Linked DNA regions of Callithrix jacchus: region 1 is linked to region 2. A link is a contact called in public Hi-C data. All regions are on one chromosome and are shown on one strand. Each heading gives the region's core, a stretch centred on a gene start, on an enhancer-like site or on the middle of the called end of the contact. The rest is flanking DNA. Distances are from core to core; before and after follow the strand shown. Region 1 has its middle 30 kb from the start of GARIN4. Region 2 overlaps ANGEL2 (angel homolog 2).

Region 1 (4,700 bases), core at 716-3,215, 300 kb after region 2:
GGAATTGAATAAATTAGATGGTTAAAGATCTGATTGAGGCCAGATGTGTTGGCTCACGCCTGTAATACCAGCACTTTGGGAGGCCTAGGAGGGAGGATTGATTGAGCCCAGGAGTTTGAGACCAGCTCCAGGCAACATAGTGAGATCCCCATCTCTAAAATATAAAATAAAAATCAGCCAGGTGTGGTGGCAGGTCCAAGGTGGGAGGATCGCTTGAACCCCAGAATACGAGGCTGCAGTGAGCCATGATTATGCCACTGCACTCCAGCCAGGCAACAGAGTGAGACCCTGTCTCAAAAACTAAAAAGAAAATCGGACTGAGAGCCAACTTGGTAAAGTCATCAGAGCCAAAGCATTAGGCAGTCAGTCAACACACATGGAAGGATTGTGCACTGGGGAACTGTGGGGCAAGACACAGATGTAGAGGAAAGGCCTGACTCTCAGAAAACTCAGGACAGACACAAATAAAAACTCCAAAGAAGCCCCAGACCCAGACCTCTACAAACTGACTTGTTAAGCTTTTGACCAATCACAGGGGAAGCAAGGGCTCCACATCATATGAGCCTGGGTCAAGGCCAAGGTGCTGGGCCAGGTTCTTCTCTGCTCAAGCAGGCTTTGTGTGGAACACACTCTCTCTTTGGGACACAAAACAAGCACCACGCCCCCTTCCACCCTGGACCCCTCACCGTCTCAGAAGGGGCTCCCTGGCCTAGCAGAGAGCAAAAGGCTACAGCTCTCACCACTCAAAGCTGGGCATCACCACCCCAAAGCAGCGAAGTGGAGGAGAGGACACTTGGTAACTGCACCAGCAGGGCTGCACATGAAGCCAGCGCCCGAGAGAAGGCAGGCGGGAGGCAGAATGGAGCCAGAGCCTGTGGTTTGCGGTGGTCACCGCGGCCAGTCTAATTACCATGCACCAGGCCAGGGCCTGTGCTGGGTGCTCCTGAGCATAGAGATATGCAAGACACGGCCCTTGGGGGTGGGATGTCCTGCGGGAGAAATTAGCCAAAAACACAAGGCGGCCTGCATTGAATGCCATGTGATGGATACACATCCTAAGTGTCAGAGGAAAAGAAATCTTTACTGAGTACTTACTGTGTGTCAAAGCACCTCTCAATGGTTTAGATAGATTTAATTTTTCCAACAGCCCATAAAGTAATAACTAGTTTTATTTCCACTTTATGGATGAGAAAATCGAGGCTCGAAGAGACTTAAAGAACTTTCTTACGTCACAGTTTTTCATGGTAGATCCAGATTTTCAATTCAAAATTCTGCCTCTCCAAGTGCATGTGCGTGCACCGATGCATTAAGTGATGGGAGAGGACTTTGGGAAAGAGAGGTGACACCAGGCACAGGACTCTGGAACTTCGATGGCTGAGTTTTCAAGCAAAGGGATGCTTTTTTTTTTTTAGACATAGTCTCTTTTTGTCGACAGGCTGGAGTGCAGTGGGGCTATCTCATCTTGACTCAGGGCAACCTCCGCCTCCCTGGTTCAAGCGATTCTCCTGCCTCAGCCTCCGCAGTAGCAGGGACTACAGGCCCGCGCCACTACGCTCGGCTAATTTTTTTGTATTTTAGTAAAGACAGGGTTTCACCATCTCGGTCTGGCTGGTCTCGATCTCCTGACCTAGTGATCCGCCCGCCTCTGCCTCCCTAAGTGCTGGGATTACAGGCGTGGGAACCAAGAGCTCATGTTTGATGTTTAGTTGTGTAGTCGTTAAGTCTGAGAGTTGTGATCCTGCTTCATTTGTGCTGTGGGAGGGCAGTGGGCCAGGACTGGCTGGCCGGGCTGGGGAGGAGCCCAGGGAAAGAGGAAGGGAGGGCAGGGGAGGGGAGAAGCAGCTGCCCCCGGGCTGCCTGGGAGTCGCTGGGGAGTCCCAGCCTGCCCTTGGGCCTAGAGCTCCCTGATATGGCATCCACTCTTCGCAGGGCCAGGGGGCGAGGAAGGAGGAGGGAAGAAAGAGGGATCTCGGTGGGGAGTGGGAGAGCGTCCTCCAACAACTAACGCTTGGGTCTTCCGCGGGGCAGCCTCGGAGAGGGTGGCGGCAGGGCCCGGAGTCGCCTGGGTCGCAGCGCCATCTCGTGGCTGCTGGCAGGTCTGCCTTGGGCCCTCTTGCGCACATAGGAATCCGGCGTTCTTCCCGTCAGTGGCAGGTGCCCGCCGGCCCGCAGTGAGTTCCAGGGGGATTTCTCCAACGTCAGGGAGCCAGGAGGGGAAGGGGTCACGGGTGCTGGAACCAGATTTGCCTGGGTCTGTGCTCCTGGGTAAGGACTGATTGTCAAGAGTGGGCCTCCACTTCTACCCCAGACCCTGCCCTGCAGGCCTTGTCCTTTTGCTGGGAGCCCCCCACCGTTCTCCCCTGCTCTCTCCCGGCCTCTCAAAGGATAGCATAATGGAAGAAATCATCCTTAGAGTATGCAGGCCAGAACCCTGCCCCGTTGCTTATGAGCTGTTGTCCCCACACCTCTTTGGGCATCAATGGTCTCATCTGTTAAAGGGCATAATAACACCAGGAGGAGAATATTTATAAAGCCTCTAGCACAGTGCGTTGAAGTAGTAGGAACGTAATCCATCATTGATGGCGACGTCATCATCAGTGGTTACGACAGATCTCAGTGTTGCAGAAGCTCATGCTTAGCAGATGGTAGGTGTTCTGGAATATCCAAACCTCACAGTGAGGCCGTCTTAGCTCCAGCCCAAGAATGGGACAGTCGTAGTGCTAGATGTTTGCCTATTTCCATAGATGTTAACTGTCTGGCTGGTCTTGCAAACCTAGTAAAAATAGCTGTCTATTCTACCATCAGCCCAGGAGAATGCTCCTGTGTCCTAGTGACTCCTGCTCCCACTTTTGCCTATAGGAAGCCCTCTTGGAACAAAAATGTCTCACTTCTGGGAGGCATCCAGGTAGTGAAGGGAGAGGGCAGTGGAGTGGAGTACACAGACTTGGGGCTCCCAAACCGGGGTAGGACCTGGACAGGCCACTAACCTCTCCTAACCCCATGTTTGTCATCTGTAAATCAGGGATATTATTAGACTTCCCACCTCTTTGGGCTTTCATGGAATTAAATGAGCGTATTCCTGTAAAACACTTAGCATGGTGGTTTGAGTTCATCAACATCACCTGAGAATTTATTAAAATATGAGTTGCTGGCCCCACCTCAAGGTTCTGAATCAGTAGGACTCTGGTGTGGCTCAATAATTTGTGTTTCCAATTTGCATCTCGGGGGATGTTGGTGCAGTCTGTCCAGGAATCAGACTTGAGGACTAACCTAGCACATACTAGACCTTTAATGAATTTTTATTTTCATTCCCCACACACCCAGGTACAAATCGAAAGAGAATATGAGAACATATGGGAAAATATAACCCAAATCCAGTCAAGTAAAAGTATAACACTCACATCTAGCCAGACATAAGAACAGTTCCATTTAACAAAAGTTAGTTGAATGCCTTTTCTATTTCTTCCCTATGCTTTGTTGGGTAGGGATTCACTCACATGCCTGGTCTCTTTCGACGCTCATAACGATCTTGTGAAGTGCATCATGATCTCCATTAAGAGGTGAGTGACTTGCTTACAGATACAAAGCTCCGGAAGGCAGAGCATAGCCTCAGTTGGAATCCGCTGACCCTGGCTGGGTCCTTTGGAGTACGTCTCAGACACCTCAGCCTGCTCATGGAGGCCGGCTGGGCTTATGTCAGTCTGCTTCAGCCGCTGTCTTCTGAGATTTTCTGTCTTGACTGAATTTCCTGGCCAAGCTCACTCTCTTAACCAGCTCACACTGCTCTGGGGTCAAGTGTGGGTTGGTTTATCCTTGCCAGGCTCACTGGCTCTCATTTCTCATCCACTGAACACTTGGTCCTTTCAGAGCATGGCTCCCAGCAGAAGAACGAGGCCATCAGGGCCTGGGGTAGACTAGAGGCTCATCCTTGACAATCAGTCCTTACCCAGGCCCTCTAGGTCTCAGGAGGAGTCCCCTTCTCCCCCCTCCTGGGCATCTGAGGGGCCTCAGTATCGAGTCACTTGGAGTCGTGGGAGGAGCCGCCATCCTTCCCTACTCAGCGCCTCCTTTGCCTCTCCTGAGTGGGGTGAAGGAAGGAAAGAGCACTAAACCCAGTGGACTCTGGAATGTCAGGGTTCTCTCCTCCAGTTTCCTCCTCCAGAGCCCAGATGGTTTGGGTTTTTATGGTTGGTGGAATGAACATGGCCTTAAGAGCAAAACCTGATTTGAACCAACATCAGGTCTCTGCCACCAAAATACCGGGTGGTCATTAGGAAGTCTCTTAATTTCTTTGTGTTAGTTTCCTCATCAGCAAAAATAGGCACAGGAAGACTTGCCTTTCAAAACTACTGTTTGGCTTGAGTGACATCTCTGTGTTAAAGTTGCTGGCAGCTAATGAGCAGTGTCTTAGGTCATCCATGCTGCTGTAGCGAAGTACTGGAGACTGGGTGGCTGGGAAGTCCACGATCAAGGTGCTAACAGATTCAGTGTCTGGTGGGAACTGCCTTCTTGCTGTGTCCTCATATGGCAGAAAGGGTGAGAGGTCCCTCTTGGGCCTGTTTTATAGGACACTGGTTCCATTCAAGAGTGCTCCACCATAATCACCTCCCAGTGGCCTGTGACTGGGAGGTGATCACCTCAAACAGGCCTCATCTAATACCATTATGCTGGGGTTAGGATCTCAACATACGAGTGGTTGG
Region 2 (4,511 bases), core at 1,129-3,628:
AGGCCCTGAGTTTGGAGTGTATTAAGGGAAATGAGGAGGCCAGTGAGGTTGAAATGAAGTGAGGGGAAAGGCGTTATAGGCAAAAAGATCAGGGATGTAGGATGTAGAGAGTGAGAGAATAGATTATTATAAGGCTTTACTGTTTTTACCAGTACTGAGTTTTACTAGGATGGCAGTGGGAGAGTGATAATACACAGTAGCATATCAAGGGCTGAAGTCTGCTCATAAAGAGGCCTGTTAGACCCACTGTCACATGCTTTTTATTCCAATACTTGTTGACATCTTACATTACTAATATTTGCAGAATATAGTTTGGTAAACATTGTTCAAACGTATTAGGTGAGCTGTGTTTTGACAAATATGTAAAATAGTTGTTTTAAATTCATTTGTTTCTTATAGGTTATCACTGTGAATATAAGATGCGGACAGGAAGGAAACCTGATGGCTGTGCTATTTGCTTCAAACATTCCAAATTTTCACTCTTGTCAGTGAACCCAGTGGAATTCTACCGCCCTGATATTTCTCTGTTGGACAGAGACAATGTTGGATTAGTTTTACTCTTACAGCCCAAAATTCCATGTGCTGCCTCTCCTGCGATCTGCGTAGCAAATACGCATCTATTGTATAATCCAAGGCGAGGTGATATTAAGCTGACCCAATTGGCAATGCTACTGGCAGAGATTTCCAGTGTTGCCCACCAGAAAGATGGCAGCTTCTGCCCTATTGTTATGTGTGGTGACTTTAATTCTGTTCCTGGTTCTCCACTATATAGTTTCATAAAGGAAGGAAAATTGAATTATGAAGGACTTGCCATAGGAAAGGTAAGTGCTTGTTTCATTGGTATTAGGAGGTGGACATAGTTGCTCTGCTCATGATTGTGTGAAGTTAGTCATTACACGGCTGTTTGAAAACCTTGGATGATTCAGTACCCTCAGTTTATCAAACTATGATGAATTTCCATGACTTCTTTTTAAATTTTTTTTTTGAGACAGAGTGTCGCTCTGTCGCCCATACTGGAGGCTAGAGAGTATCGTGATCTCAACTCACTGCAACCTCCACCTCCTGGGTTCCAGTGATTCTCTTGCCTTAGCCTCCCGAGAAGCTGGGATTACAAGCACCTGCACCACGCCTGGCTAATTTTTGTATTTTTAGTATCGACGGGGTTTCACCATGTTGGCCAGGCTGGTCTCAAACTCCTTACTTCAAGTGATCCACCCACCTCAGCCTCCCAAAGTACTGGGATTACAGGCGTAAGCCATTGTGCCCGGCCACTTCTGATAAGTAATTATTTTCACTTGGTTGATTTTCATCTTTTTCAACTATCTGTGGCAACGTACTGCTTGGAGGGATTAACAGGCAGCGCCCCCCCCCCCCCACCCCACCAAAAAAAAAAGAGGTATTGCTAGACATGGATACTTAAATAAGTAATTATTCACAAGGTGGCAGTATAGAATTTTGAATGCTGGATGTGGGCAAAATAGTCATTTAACATTTATTATATAAGCTTCCCTTGCATAATAAATATTTTATTTAGCTTAGCACAATTTATCTCATGTAATTATTTTTATTGTGCTTTCCTCTCCTTACTTTAGATTATTTGATCTTTAGTATATTTGCCAAAATAAGCTCTCCACCAGTGGAGTTTTGAGTGATAGTTTAAAATATTATAAGAGCTGATCTCTCTTAGTACAGGTGTACCTTGTTTTATTGTGCTTTGCTTTATCAAGCTTCACTGCATTTTACAAAATGGAGGCTTTGTATCAACCCTGCCTTAAGCAGCTCTGTCGGCGCCATTTTTCCAACAGCATGTGCTCAGTTCCTGTCTCTGTCACATTTTGGTAACTCTTGCATTACTCAAACATTTTCATTATTATTATATCTGTTATGTTGATCTAGGATTAGTAATCTTTGATAGTACTGTTATAATGGCTTTGGGGTGTTATGACCTGTACCCATGTAAAATGATGAACTTAATCGATAAATGTGTTCTGACTGCTCCACTAATCATCTCTCTCCCTCTACCTGGGCCTCTGTATTCCCTGAAGCACAACAATATTGAAACTAGGCCAAGTAATAGCCCTGCAGCGCTAAGTGTTCAAGTAAACAGTAAGAGTCACATGTCTCACTTTGAATCAAAAGCTAGAAATGATTAAATTTAGAAGGAAGGCATTTTGAAAGCCAAGACAGGCCAAAAGCTAGGCCTCTAGCACCAAACAGCAAAGTTGCGAATGCAAAGGAAATGTTCTTGAAGAAAATTGAAAGTGCTGCTCCAGTGTGTGAAGGCATAAGAAAGTCAAACAGCCTTATTGCCGATATGGGGAAAGTGCGAGTGTTCTGGATAGAAGGTCAAAGCAGCCACAGCGTCCCCTTCAGTCAAAGCCTAGTCCAGAGCAAGGCCCTACATCTCTTCGATTTTATGAAGACAGAGAGATGAGGAAGCGGCAGGAGACAAGTTAGAAATTAATAGAGGTTAGTTTGTGAGGCTGAAGGAATGAAGCCATCTCCATAACATAACAAGTACAGGGAGAGCAACAAGTGCTGCCGCTGTTACAGCTGCAGTAGACTGTCCAGAATGCCGAGAAGATCTAGCTAAGATCAGTGATGAAGGTTGCTAAAACTAAACAATACTTTTTTTTTCTTCTTTTTTTAAGATAGGTTCTTGCTCTGTTTCCCAGGCTGTAGTGCAGTGACATGATCTCAGTTCACTACAACCTTACCTCCTGGGTTCAAACGATTCTGCCTCAGCCTCCCAAGTATCTGGGATTATAGGTGTGTGCCTCCTTGCTGGGCTAATTTTAAAATATTTTTTGGTAGAGATAGGGTTTCACCATGTTGCCCAGGCTGGTCTCGAACTCCCGGGCTTAAGCAATCCTCCTGCCTCTCAAAGTGCTGGGATTACAGGCATGAGCCACTACACCTGGCCAAAAATAGATTTTTAATTTGGATGAAACCACTTTCTATTGCAAGGAGATGTCATCTAGGACTTTCATAGCTAGAAAGAAGTCAGTGCCTGGTTTCAAAGGACAGGCTGACCTTCGTTAGGAGCTAATGTAGGTTGTTACTTTAAAGTCAGCATTTGTTGACCATTCTGAAAATCCTAGGGCACTTAAAAATTATGTTAAATCTACTCTGCCTCTGCTCTGTCAATGGAAAAACAAAGCTTGGGGATGACCATGCATCTGTTAATGGCGCAGAATATTTTAAGCACACTGTTGAGACTACTACTCAGGAAAACAGATTCTTTTCCAAAGATTAGTGTTTATTGACAAGGCACCTAGGTTACCCAGGAGCTCTGATGAAGATGTACAAGGAAATGAATATTGTTTCATGCCTGCTAACACAGCATCTATTCTGCAGCCTATTGAATCAAGGAGTAAGTTTGTACTTACAGGTCCCCTTACTTAAGAGATACACTTCATAGGCTATAGCTGCCATAGAAGTGATTTCTCTGATGGATCTGGGGAAAGTAAATTGAAAACCTGGAGAGGATTCAGCATCCTAAGTGCTATTCAAAACAATTTGTGATTCGTGGGAGGAGGTCAAAATATCGCCATTTAAAGGAGTTTGGAAGAAGTAAATTCCAGCCTTCATGGATGACTTTTAGAGGTTCAAGACTTCAGTGGAGAAAGCAACTGTAGATGTGGTAGAAACAGCAAGAGAACCAGAATTAGAAGTGGAGCCTAAAGAAGTAGCTGAATTGCTTCACTCTCATGATAAAACCTAAATAGGTAAGGAGTTGCTTCTTAGAGACGAGCAAAGTATTTTCTTGAGATGGAATCTACTTCTGATGAAGATGCTATGAACGTTGCTGAAATGACAACAAATGATTTTAAATGTTACATAAATTTAGTTGATAAAACATTGGCAAGGTTTCTGACTTTGAAAAAAAGTTCTACTGTGTATAAAGTGCTGTCAAACAGCATCACATGCTACAGAAAAATCTTTTATGAAAGGAAGCATCAATGGCTGCTGTAAATTTTATTATTGTCTTATTTTAAGAAATTGCCACAGCCAACCCTCAACCTTCCAGCAGCCATCATACTGATCAGCCGGTAGCCATTAATATCTAGTCAAGACCCTCCACCCATAAAAAGATGATGACTAACTGAAGGCTCAGATGATTGTTAGCATATTTAACAATAAAGTATTTTTAAATTAAGGTATGTATTTTCTTAGGCATAATGCTATTGCGTATTTAGTTAACTACAGTATAGTATAAACACAACTTTTATATGCACTGGGAAACCGAAGAAATTATGTGACTTGCTTTATTGAGATACTTTATTGTGGTGGCCTGCAACCAAACTGCAGTGTCTCTGAGTATGCCTGTATTTGATACAGTAAGAACTGTATTACAGGTAGTAAAAATGAATGGGCAGTATTAGTCCAAAGCGATAGATCATTTGTATGTCCAAATTAGAGAAAAACATGCATGGGAAAAAGATTGTCATTTTATGTAAATGATAATTGTATTTGAAGAAAAGAAGATTTTATGAAGTCAAATAATCACT

Evidence for each region. A called contact is a pair of places that touch in the nucleus more often than the background predicts.
Region 1: a Hi-C map of induced pluripotent stem cells shows a contact between it and region 2, with 2.8 times the contacts expected there. The contact joins two enhancer-like sites. A contact is called at or near these places in 2 of 3 Hi-C or Micro-C datasets (induced pluripotent stem cells and skeletal muscle).

Annotation. Positions count from the first base shown.
Region 1 is chr19:16,429,481-16,434,180 of calJac240_pri, forward strand. No RefSeq gene overlaps it. Among named protein-coding and RNA genes, the nearest start is that of GARIN4, 30 kb to the right of the region's middle. Within about 2 kb of position 1,966, at least 12 of the 16 cell types and tissues checked have an H3K27ac peak or open chromatin away from gene starts, as enhancers often do.
Region 2 is chr19:16,129,318-16,133,828 of calJac240_pri, forward strand. ANGEL2 (angel homolog 2) reads left to right here. Exons shown (of 8, transcript XM_078356600.1): 4 at 400-821. Among named protein-coding and RNA genes, the nearest start is that of ANGEL2, 12 kb to the left of the region's middle. Within about 2 kb of position 2,379, at least 2 of the 16 cell types and tissues checked have an H3K27ac peak or open chromatin away from gene starts, as enhancers often do.